2 separate regions of the Mus musculus genome follow, and region 2 is linked to region 1. Evidence: chromatin contacts called from public promoter capture Hi-C data. All regions are on one chromosome and are shown on one strand. The core of a region is the stretch at or near the end of the contact, and the rest is flanking DNA. Distances in the headings are between cores, read along the strand shown.

Region 1 (5,723 bases), core at 1,285-3,784:
TAAAGTATTTATTTACATTTACATTCCAAAAGGTGCCCTCCTTCGTTGTCCCCCGAGTTCTTCACCCCACCCCACCCCCACCTCTGAGAGGGTGTTCCCCTCTCTGCCACTTGTTAATTCAGAAGGCTCCTAGGGAGCCTAAGGTTGGAGGGAAGACCTGGTAGTTCACAGCTGACTTAGAGAAGGCTTTTCTGCCACCTAATGGGCATTTGAAAACATGCCATACAGAATTCATCTTATTGAACATTGTGCCTGTCTTACAGCTTAAAACTGATTTTTGAACATCAATATTTCTCTTTACACCAATTCCTAGGTCAAATACTTCATGTACCAAACTTTTTAACCCTTTCAATTCTTCTGAAGATCTTTTCTTGTTTCTTAAAAACCTGACTCTTAGGTGATCAAGGGTGCTCCCAGATACACAATGTAATCAGCCGGCCCTATCCTGTGTTCAGCTGCCTTTTTTTTTTTTTTTTTAAGATTTATTTTTTTTTATTATTATATGTAAGTACACTGTAGCTGTCCTCAGACACTCCAGAAGAGGGAGTCAGATCTCATTACGGATGGCTGTGAGCCACTATGTGGTTGCTGGGATTCGAACTCCGGACCTTTGGAAGAGCAGTCGGGTGCTCTTACCCACTGAGCCATCTCACCAGCCCTCCAGCTGCCTTTTCATTATCCCCTTTGGCTCTGTGGCTTAAATACTGTCTAAACTCAGATGACTGTGGGGTTTATGTATTCCACATCAGGCTTTTGCTTTGGCTATATTTCACAGAGCCACCTCCTTGCCATCTTTTCTTGGATGTCTCAATCCTGGTTAGACTGAATCAACACACACATACATACACACACACACCACATAACACAATCTACCCTGCTTGTCTTGCTATCTCAATATATGACAATTCTATCCCTATAGTATTGGCCATTCTTGATTCTTTAACCAAACCTCATATTAGATATATCAAGAAATTATCTTGTATATTTCCAGAACACTAAGAATTTCTGCCATTCAACTGTCCCACCCTGGTCTACACACCTGTATTATTTGTAAAGGTCTCCTTAGGCTTCCTATATAGTCTAGACTTAAAACAGCAACAACAACAACAAGCAGCCAAAGTTGTTCAACTCTTTGGTCCTGTCACTCCTGTATAAACCTCTCTAGGGGATCACTCAAGTCAAAGCCTTACAATGTCAAACCTTACAATGGCTTCTGGGACTGTGGTCTGACCTCTTGTGCTTTTGTTATGGCAGTCTTGTTGGGGCATGACCTGGATGTTGTCTTGAAACCACAGCAAGTGTGATCACCTGCACTTTACCCTCACATGACTGACGTTCTCCTGCGGAGGGAGTGAGGATGGTCATTGAACTCCATGCCTGAGACTCCAGCCCCACCCCCATGCTCCTTGCCCACAGCTGCATGCAGTCCTGCCCTGGCTGCACATCCCAGGAGGTACAGGCTACATGGGTGGAAGGCTGACTGACCTGAGGACTCCGGTCCTCCTTAAACTGTATATTTTTCTTTCTTTCTGCTCCCTTGCTTTTCACAAATCTGCATCAAGAGTAAACTCTAGTAATCACACACCCAGCAGAGTAAATATCAGGTCACAGTGAAGACTCTCCTCCACCAAATCTTGATCTAACCTTTCAGTTTAGTCTCAGGCATGTCCTTAGGACAAGGGCAGAGAGCAACCACATGCTTTGCCAAAATCTCACGAGAACGCTTTCTATCCCAATTGCTAATATTCTTCTCTAAAACCTGAGTTAGACCTCCAGTCCCCATTATCCCCAGAACTACTGTCCTCTGAGCTCCTAACCTTTGCTCAGTGTCCAACTGATTTTATAGTTCAAAATAAGTCTTCCACATTCTTCAAAACAAACAACAAACATGGCTAGGTTTGTGTGAGCAGTAGCCCACTCTAGAGTCCTAACTTCTGGCTTATTTTTCTATTGATGTGACAAAACATCACAGCCAAAGGCAACTTATAGAAAACATATGAATTAGGCTTCCTGGTGGTTAATCTACATCATAGCAAACACATGGTAGAACGCTGGGGCAGGAGCTGAGAGCTCACATCTTGATTCAGTTTGAAGTCTGAAGCTTGTATCCAATGAAACACCGCCTCTAACAAGGCCATACCCCTTAATCCCAAAGTTTCACCAGCTGGGGACCAAATATCACATAAGTGAACCTATGGGGGCATTCTCATTCAAACCACAGCAGGTGATGTTTTTCCTAGTTTGCTGCTGTCATCTTCTGCCCAGTGACATTCGTGTCCTGATGTATGGCTGGAACTCAGCATTCACTTAATGAATCATGCGATTAAATTTAGTGAGTATGGAAGGAACTATGTAATGAATTACAAAATACAAACTTGCAAGTTTTTTCTGTTTTTAAACAATCTTAGTATTTTTCTTGTTATCTATAATCATTTCAGTTTATTTATACCAAGAAAGCTCATGCTGGCTTCTGACTTGAAGGAGGAAGGCATCTCACCAACAGTCTGTTACTACTCTCTTGGTACTTACCATCATGTTTGCAAATGGATTGGGTTACAACAGCAAAGAACCAGCATTGGGTAATTTACACAGGAACTATCCAACCCTTTCCAGCCTCCACTGTTCCCAATTCACGATGCTGTGTAGGGGTCTAACCTGTGCTGAGCACAACCTCATAGAAGGAACTGGAGCTGTGTGTGCACAGCAGTCAGTGAGAATGCACAACAGGGACAAATCCCGTGTAAGCCACCCACTGCCACTCCTCAGGACCACGGGTCACCTGGGATGATCTTGCACCTTTATCTTCAGTAGTAACGGTGTGCAGTTATGTGCCTGTTTCTGGGCATTTCCCAATGTTTACATCATGGTAGATAATGCATGTCATTGTCGGACACCCTGGAGGTGCCCAGCCCTGGCTAGCCACAGCTCACAGAATATGGTGTTGAACTGGTACAATGGGCTGGATGAGCTAATTAAAGCTGTGCTTTCCACATGAAGATGTGGTTAAGTCCCAGTACAAACACAAGCATAAACTAAGTGTGTCAAGGAAATTAACTCAGGAAGCAAAGAACAGACCCAACTGTCATTTAAAGTATAAGAATTTTTCCTGCACCAAATCTACTAGCAGATAATCACCACATAAATCCAGCGAACATGTAAGTAAAATGGCTTTTATTTTCATAAATAAAAAGATAAATCATATAAACACTGTACAGAAGTAGCTGTACAGGAGCTGTCCTCGCCTGGTATGAAACACATGCAACACCAATGTCCAGTGTCATCTCTGCACAGCCTGCCTGCCAGTGCTTTATAGTCAGCGTCCCCACAATCCCTGCTACTGCTTCGGAACCTCATGGTGCGCCCGGCGTATACGAGGCTTCTGGTGTTAGCTTTACAATCAACAAGACTGCTCATGCGATCACGTGAACATGGCCAATGATGGATTTCAACACCTGCATTTACTGCCTTTACAGAAGCGCCGGACATAGTATGTGTTTCCATTTCATGAACGGCAGTCGAGTCCACAGAAACCGCAGCGTGCCTACCTAGGTTAATGAGGGTTAGTACACAGAGCAAGTCCTACAGGCAGAGTATAAACAGGCAGCAGCAAGTACTAGTTAGTTTTGTCAGTAACTAGTTAGTTTTGTCAGTCACTGGCATTTAACAAGTGACTCTGTAGGAAGGGTGACAACGTAATAAAGTATTGTTTTCCTATAGGCAGCAAAATAAAACTTAATGCCCATTCAGTAGTTACTCCAAGTATTCTGAAAGCTACAGCTTAAATATTAGATACTGCAAGCTGTAACTCACATTTTAAATTATTTTTTAAAAAACCCTTAGTGATTATATGTAGCTTTTCAAAGGAGTATAAACTATGATATATGATTTATTGACTACTGTCTTGATTGACAGGTATAATCTCTTCATTCTTCATCATGAGATGTATATTCCTGTTTCAATACTTTATGCAGATTGATGTGTTTCTCACAGGGTGGCTAAAGGGATGCAGTGGTCTACGTATGTGCCTATACACTGTCTGGCACACAGTAAGTTCTCACATACATTATTATTCCTATTATGCGAAGCAATCTGTCACCTAGAAAAGGAAGTTAACACCCCAGGAGAGCAACCAAGCAGGATACACCCACATCTGTTACTTGGTAAAGTATCACACACCCATCATTCCCAGTGTGTGGGTATAAGCAAATCCTTTAAACACATAGTTTGTGTGTCTATATCCTAACCTCTGTCACTATGGCCTAACGCCAAGCCATTACTATAGGATACTGAAGAAAACCATGTTAAAAACACAGTGTCCACCAAAATCAGGGAACAAAGGCATTTTCTTAAAACTCTTCTAACAAAGGAATTACCAGTGTGAGTCAGGACAACCTATCTTGGTTGAGTTTACGAAGGCTTTCTTTACAACATGCAACATTTTAATTCTTCAAAACACACTACCATTCTCTTCCTCTCTCTACACAGAAGCACTAAATGCTAGTACAAAGCTTTACCCCTTAAGTAAAAAGTTCATTAGAAAAGGTACTTGTAAGAAAACCACCACTGTGTGGGTAGTGCGGGTGGAGAGAGCACGGCCCTCCGCTGCTGAGCCAGGCCGAGGGGCACAGACCCAGACTGCTGAATTTCACGTAACTTCCATATTCCTGAAGACACGATTTCCTAGTACAGGGAAAGAGCTTGGTCTGAGGTTTTCTGATTTTAACTGCGATTCTGTTTCCCCACCTAGACTAAGCTAGACTCGGATCTGACAATGTGGTGATGAAAGGTGAACCCATCTCTTTTCAAAACATCCTTCTGGTATCAAACAAGAAGAACAAACATTTCTGTGAAAGTAGAAAAACATGAACATGAAACTTACTATCTAGAGTTCAGAAAAGGTCCAATCCCCCACATATACTCATTAGAGGCATAAAAAACAACCCTTCCAAATGTTGTCCTGATTAAAAAAGCAGAGCCCAGAAGCAAAATCATGAAATGCCTCTATGTTAAAAATCAAGAATAAATAAATGAAAGGCCAAGTTGCTCTGAAGCTAACAATTATCCTGTGGGCTTCAGAGAAATCAGAAACGGCGAACTGAAGCCCCACAGTTTCTCTTGTGGACCAGCAGAGATTGCAGTGAGTGACAGACATTCTTATGAGACCGAGCACCCAGTGTCCTTCTGAGGTCTGATATCTGGTTCCTTTACAGGTTTCACGTCCTCTTCCGGTTTGGGTTTGACCTAAGGAGAAAGAAAACAAGGTAAATATGCAGGTGAAGTAGAGAAACCCCACAAAGGCCTGCCCGACTTCAGACGGTCAAGGCCGCACTGAGGCTGCCACCCATCCCAGGACCCAGAAGCTGCATCCCAGCAGGTGGGAACGTGGACTGTAGGTCCTTCCCTCGTCCAGCAGGTAATCCTTCCAGGAAGGAACAACTCAGTAATGGGCCCTAGCGTGTGGAGACAATGTATGGCAACACAAGCTGTCTTTAAAGGGACTATTGTGGGCTGGAGAGATGGCTCAGTAGCTAAGTGCACTGACTGCTCTTCCAGAGGTCCTGAGTTCAATTCCCAGCAACCACATGGTGACTCAAAACCATCTGTAATGGGATTCGATGTCCTCTTCTGGTGTGTCTGTAAACATCTACAGTGTACTCATACATATCAAATAAATAAATAAATAAATAAATAAATAAATCTTTAAAAAAAGATACTATTTTAGA
Region 2 (6,488 bases), core at 3,791-6,290, 1.5 Mb after region 1:
TGTTTGTGTTGAGTTGGGGTTCAAACCCAGAGCTTCCAGTATGCTAGGCGAGTGCTCTACCACTGCACCACATCCTCAGCTTGCTACGCTGGGCGTTGTGTCCCTTGTCCTCACACTAGCTTTTGAAGCAGCTTTCTCATTTCCCCTCTCATGCAGAGGACGGAGTACTGAGGGGTCCTGTGCGGTCGATGGCTAACTGTTAACAGTGTTTTCTGTTTTATTTGGAGTCTAGATTTAACTATCTACCTACTGACCTATCTATGTAAAGCCAGGATTTCATGTAGCCCAGGCTGACCTCAAATTCACCATACAGCCACGGATGACCCTGAACTTCAGATCTTCCTGCCCCTACCTCTTCAGCACTGGAATTACAGGTGTGTACCATCATGCCTAGATGATGTAGTATTGGAGAGTAAAACCAGAGCTTCTTGTATATTATGGTAGGCAAGTACTGGACCATCTGAATGAATTCACAGACCTATCCATCTATACATGTGTGATATGAAATATTGAGACAATTATTCGAGGGGAAGAAGGGGCCAGTGGAGGAGTACAGGACAAGGGAACACGGTGCTAATATGAGCAAGGTACAGCGTGTTATGTGTAAGTGTGTGTGTGTGTGTGTGTGTGTGTGTGTAAATGGCATAATGAAGCCCATTGATTATTTTGTAAGCTAGCTGAAAAACACCTAAAGGCTGAAGTGAGGAGCACCGCGTGCGTATTTGGTCCACAGGCCAGAGGCCTGCTCTACTCACCTGCACTGGAGGAGTGGGTTTGTGGCAGGCGGGGTGATAGGCAGCAGCAGGTCCTTTGTGTAAGCTGCACTGAGAGTCAAGGTGTCGTCCTCACAGGTCAGAGAAATCAGGACCAATCGAGGCTCCTGCCGGGCAGTGACCATGTTCCCCTCTTCATTGATCACGAGCCAAAACCTGACATTGGCAAAACACAGACTCCATGGAAACTAGCACTGGCAACCTGGGGGCAGGGGGAGGGAGGGGAGAGGCTGTCTGTCTATCTGTCTGTGTGTCTTCTGAGCACTGCCTTGGCAACGAGCAAGACAAGACTGAGGCCTGCCACCGCCCCGTGCAGAACCTTTATCTGACAAGAGCCTTGGGGAAATAACACTCACAGCTTATTTTCTTAAGCTGTAAGATCATGCTCAACTACTGCACTAACAGGGATGAGCCGTGCCTAGGATCCAGGATCTATTGTCTTAGTTTTTCATCAATAACCACTCAGGAATCAATGTGCAACAGTTGGAATGTTTGCCCGGACTTGATCATATTCATTAAGCATGCTCCAAGAAGGTGTTAAGAATCCACTTCACAGCCGACCAGAAGGTCAGGGGGAAGCAGTGAGCTCTTGGGGACAGAAAGGTGAGGTCGCTCCTCAAGGAGTTTGCAGTCACAGAGTTCAGCTGAGCACCAGGTAGCAGCAATTCCACGCGCTGCCTTTGCTTACTTTTAAATTTCAGGCCCGAGTGTTTGCCTTTACCCTTGCATGTGCACCACATGCATGCAGCGCCTGCAAAGGCCAGAAGAGGAAGTACTGGCAACAAAACCCCATTCACCCGCAGGAGCAGCAAGTGCATTGAACTGCTGAGCCATCGCTCCAGCCCCACCCACCGAATGTTTAAATACTGCGTGTTGTGAATTCTGAAGTTTGCTGAAAAGGTCTGCTGTCCGTCTATACAATCCTTTCCTAGCCCACTCTCTCCATGTTTAGAGATACTCTCTCCTCGGGTGAAGGATGACTGGAGACAGAAGAGCAACAGACAGAGCTATTTCCAGAGGAAATACAATACACCACTTCTCTGCCAGAGGAGTGAAGGTTCAGAGCAGAAACTGGGGCAGAAGCCACAGAGCAGTGTTGCTTACTGCCCTGCCCTGCCCTGCCCTGCTCTTCACAGTTTGCTCTGCCTGCTTTCTTAAACAACCCAGGACCACCAGCCCAGGGGGTGGCACTGCCGCTGTGGGCTGGTTCGTTCCACCTCTAACGTTAATCAAAAAATGCCCCACAGACTTGTCTCTAGGCATGTTCTCAACAGAGCTTCCTCTTCCCAGATAAGTCTAAATTGTGTTGAGCTGACGGCAAAAAAAAAAAAAAAAAATCAGGATATCAGGATACCCCCATTTACCATCCTATGCCTATAAATAAGTGCGCATTCATATAATTGGTACTAATGCTCTGTGGAAAGGTACATGACCTGTAAAAAGCTAGTATATGGCCTAATGTGTCAGTCAAGGCAGAGGACCGCCCACATCACAGCTCACAGTACGTAGATCCTCATTCTCTTGGCCTGGAACGATAATGAGAGCCCTTGAGTGATCTTACTCATGTGGCCTCTGTCAGTCTCGACAGCGTATTCCTCTAGACGCTAGAGTCTAACACTTGTACTGTTGCTTTGCTTCAAACAAAGTTTTTGGCACGCCCTGATTTAAAAAAGAAAGAAAGAGAGAAAAGAAAAGAACGTTGGAGACGGGGCCAAGAACTCAGGAAAGGCCCAGCCCAGCCACTGACCACCAATAACCAACAAAGTATGCGAGTAATGGCCCTCCGGCGTTCAGCGTTGCTCAACCTTCACCACAGCTTCCAAAGTTTCATCTTTTCAAACAGAAACTCTGCGCCCAGTAAGCAGCAACTCACTGCACCCGCCACCCCCTCCAGCCCCAGAACCTCCTCTCCTACTTCCGTTTATGAATTTGGAGTCAAGGAGTTGGAGCTGAAATCCTGTACAACTAGTCCCTCTGTCCTGCTCAGTTAAATTAGCGTTGTGTTTTCGTTGTCCGTCTGTGTTATTACAGGCACCACAACTGCACTCCTTGCCGAGGCTGGGTGATATTCCAGTGTCTGTATAAACCACATTTTATTTAATTTCCTCACCCCCTGATGGACACTTGGGTCATCTCCCCTTCTTACTCGCCGCTGTGCACAGTCAAGTTTCAGTGTTCCCCGTCCCCTGTTTTCAACTCCTCCTGGTAAACACGTTAGAACATGTTTAAGCCTGGTGTCTTTTCCCATCTATCTAGAATGGTTTTCTAATTTACTTGCCTGGAAAGGGCCTGGCTGTTTTCTAGTTTTCAGTGCAAGCAATTGACTTTTTTTTTCTTCTAATTTTTCCCTGAGTACCCCCTAGGCAGCCTCCCGGACCCTTCCTCTCTCTTCTCTGTCACTTGTCACTGTCCCCCTCATTGTATGTTTGGCTGTTTGCATTTGTTGTTATTTATTTGTTTATTGCTTATGTTCCCTGAGAGCTTGTGACGAAAGTGAAGAATTTGACACCACAGCTGTGGTGCAATTCAGAACATGTTTTCTGAATCAATACGGTAATAAAATGGCAATGCCCTTTGCCTCTGAGGCTGACAGAATCGATCTATAGACAAGAAGCTAGTGTATGTGGGATCCCACTGCTCAAAACAGGGAATAGTTAGGGTTCCTGACTGCCTGGAGCAGAGGTGAGCAGCTGACCTTTGAACTTTGTCCAGAACTGCTGTGTCTCAGTGAAAGGACCATTGGTGTATTTTCTAGTGAAGGAGAGTCAGCCTCTAATGATCTTTGGTTCTTGAGATATGAAGAATTGCAAAACACAGGTGATGGGGAGAGGGGGGGGGTTGGGGCGGGCGGAGAGCAGTCTCACATTACAAGGTCCACACTGAACCGAGGAACCCACTCATCTGTAACTGCCCATCAACCTTATGTAAAAGCCACCCGTAAATCAGCTATGAGACAAGAAGGGCTTTGGAGCAAAAATCTCCATTTCTTCTTCCTGAACCAGTCGGTCAGCATGTCCACTGGACCGGCCTGATCTGAGGCGAATGGCTTGTGTTAGCTTTAGAGAGCTGAGACGGGGAGGTCGCAGCCTCTGTTAGCCTGTGTCCTCTGCTGAAGGAGAGGCCTGAGGATCCTGATACGCAGCCTTCCAGTGATGCCCAGAGCTGGTGGGAGACCAGACCTGAAGAGAGCAGAGCTGCTGAACCTTCGCTGAAGTCCCGGCGACAGGGGTCACTCCTCAGCTGGACTCTTAGTCGCTGTTTACAAATCCCAGGTTGCCCCCCCCCCCACCCAGTGCAGAACCTTTATCTGACAAGAGCCTTGGGGAAATAACACTCACAGCTTATTTTCTTAAGCTGTCATGCATGCTCAACTACTGCACTAACAGGGATGAGCCGTGCCTAGGATCCAGGATCTATTGTCTTAGTTTTTCTAAATTTAAGACTATCACTGAGAGTAAAGTAACCAAGGACCAGTCCCTTCAGGGTCCCTGGGTGGAGGGAGATTGAAGTTTCTTCTTGCGGATTGGCCGGCGTGAGAAATGCCTCGTCTAACACCACAAGATTTGAAATAGCCACGAGAGGATGGATAGAGAGATGTCCAACTCCAGGAAGCGTGAAACCCGGGAACTTCAGAGTTCCAGGTCCCCCGAGTTGGCTGGCGGAGGGTGAAGTTCATTTTTTCCGTTTCTCACCACCCCTTTCCCAGCCTCCGGTCTCTAGTCTGAGTAAGAAGGGACCGGCGAGCGGACCCCGCTGACCTCCCCACACCCACACAGCCTAGGTCAGCGTGGTGATGCTCGGTGCTCAGCGTACCTGTCGCGCAGGTGGCCATAGCGCAGCCCCATGGCAGTGCACTCTGCCTCGCTCACCGACAACCCCTTGCAGGACTTGATTGGGTAGATCCAGAGCTGTGCCACCGTTCCCACTTGCTGTAGCCGCCGGCGTCGCCGGGGACGCGCACGACGCCAGGCCACTGTCCCCAGGGCCACCGCGGCCAGTCCCAGCGCGGCGACGCCGAGCCAGGTGGACCGCGGCTGGCCCGGGACCCGAAACGCGGAGAAGCCGAAGAGGGTCAGCGCCCAGGACCCCGCACCCATGACTGGAGAGGGCGGGATGAGCGCTTGATACACCTCCGGCGCCGACTGGACCAAGAGCTACTGTGGCCAGCGGCCTGGGCCTGAGCCCAAAGGTCAGCAGCTCCTGACCCTTCCCCTCCAATCCAAATTGTGCATCTTCATTCGGCCTGGGCGGGAGGTGGTGGCTCAGCTGTGGAATCTCACCGCCTGCCCCTACTTTCCGCTGCCTTCCCCCCCTTCGGTCCCTCCCTCCCTCCCTCCCCTTCCCTCCCTCGCTGACCCTCTCCCAGGATCAATCAGTGCAGAGCAGCTTATTTACATGTTTGCAGAGTTGTTTATTTGACCTAAAACACACAACGTTTGCAGAACGTGGCGTGATTTTGAAATTAGAAACCAGGCTGCGGGCAGCCGCCCCTCTGGGGTCTGTGGGGAGCAGTTTGGCAGCAGCCAGGGTGCTTCCAACCAGCTGGGATATGAAGGGAAAAGATCTGACCAGCCTTGAGGATCTACAGGGCCAATCCTGGGCTGCAGCTATTCGTAGACACCCGCCCCCCGCACCCCCCACCCACACGCCCCTCTTTTCCCTGCGTCCTAATGTGGACTTGCACTGCCAGGTATCTCTTCCGAAGGCTACCGCATCTTGAACAACAAAGACAAGACCATCAAGGTACCTTGGGCGCCTTAGGCACCTGTTTGGTGTGTCAAGCTGCTAAAATGTCATATTTATTCAAGACTGTTCTAACCAGAGCATTTTCTCTACTAAGTTAAGGCAGAGAGACTGGACTTTGTACTGAAACAAGGGCTGGGGATTTTACAGCCAAGGGGCAGTGCGGGGATGAACCTGGCTGCAGGAATAAAGATTTCTCTGAAGAGAAGCTTGTGCCCTTCCCTCTAGCCAACAGACTCTTGAAACAGTGGACCAAGAAACTGGGACTCCCCCGACTTCACCCCATCCCAAGTCTCAAGGTGAGAGAAGGAGATGGCTGGGAGCCATCAATCAATCGGAGGGAGAGCCTGCCTCCCAGAGGGAGATTCCACAGAGTTCTGACAAAGCCTCAGACCGCCTGAAACACGGGAGGGTCTGATGGGTAGGATCACACTTTGACCAGAATAGTTCTGCTGATGGGCAGCATCCTAAAGCAGAGGGGGCAGTCCCCAAAACTCGATGTTCACGTGGAAATGCAAGAATGAGGTATCATGGAGGCCAGCCGAGGCCAGGCAATGTGCTGCCGGCTGAGTTGGACGCCCTGTAGAGGTGCCCTGTAGAGAGGCCACTGTGTGGAGAGTGGGAGAAGCAAGCAGAACGCTAGCACACACTGGCCTCAGCTAGCTGGGCGACTCACTTCCCTGGGTTTGGGCATGAAATGTCACCCTCTAGCTTGCATGTCCCCCCGGCTGGTGGCGCTATCTGGGGAGGCTGAAGTAAATGATGAGGTGTAGCCTAGCTGGGGAGGAAGGAAGTCTCCTGAGGGCTGGCCCCTTCCTGACCATCTGCTTCCTTCCCTTGGCTTGTCAGGTAAAATTGACTCAGGATACAGCTTCATATCCCACATTTACCTCACAGCCTGCTGGAAGCCAAGGGCCCAGGACCCAGCGAAGGAGAAGACGGAAGGAGCAACAGCTGTCCCCCATGGATGAT

Evidence for each region. Promoter capture Hi-C pulls out the DNA fragments that hold promoters and counts their contacts.
Region 2: a contact with region 1 is called in a promoter capture Hi-C map of liver, with 6 times the contacts expected there. The contact joins the promoter of Mtarc1 here to the promoter of Fam177b in region 1. A contact is called at or near these places in 1 of 39 promoter capture datasets (liver) and 1 of 9 other capture datasets (pancreatic islet).

What each region holds. Positions count from the first base shown.
Region 1 is chr1:183,273,198-183,278,920 of GRCm38.p6, forward strand. Fam177b (protein FAM177B) reads right to left here and starts at 2,535. Exons shown (of 6, transcript XM_030244966.1): 1 at 2,530-2,535. The coding sequence starts at 2,535. Brox (BRO1 domain and CAAX motif containing) reads right to left here. Exons shown (of 14, transcript NM_027861.4): 14 at 3,155-5,241. The coding sequence ends at 5,155.
Region 2 is chr1:184,806,260-184,812,747 of GRCm38.p6, forward strand. It overlaps Mtarc1 (mitochondrial amidoxime reducing component 1), which reads right to left and starts at 5,041. Exons shown (of 7, transcript NM_001290273.1): 1 at 4,587-5,041; 2 at 756-929. The coding sequence starts at 4,870.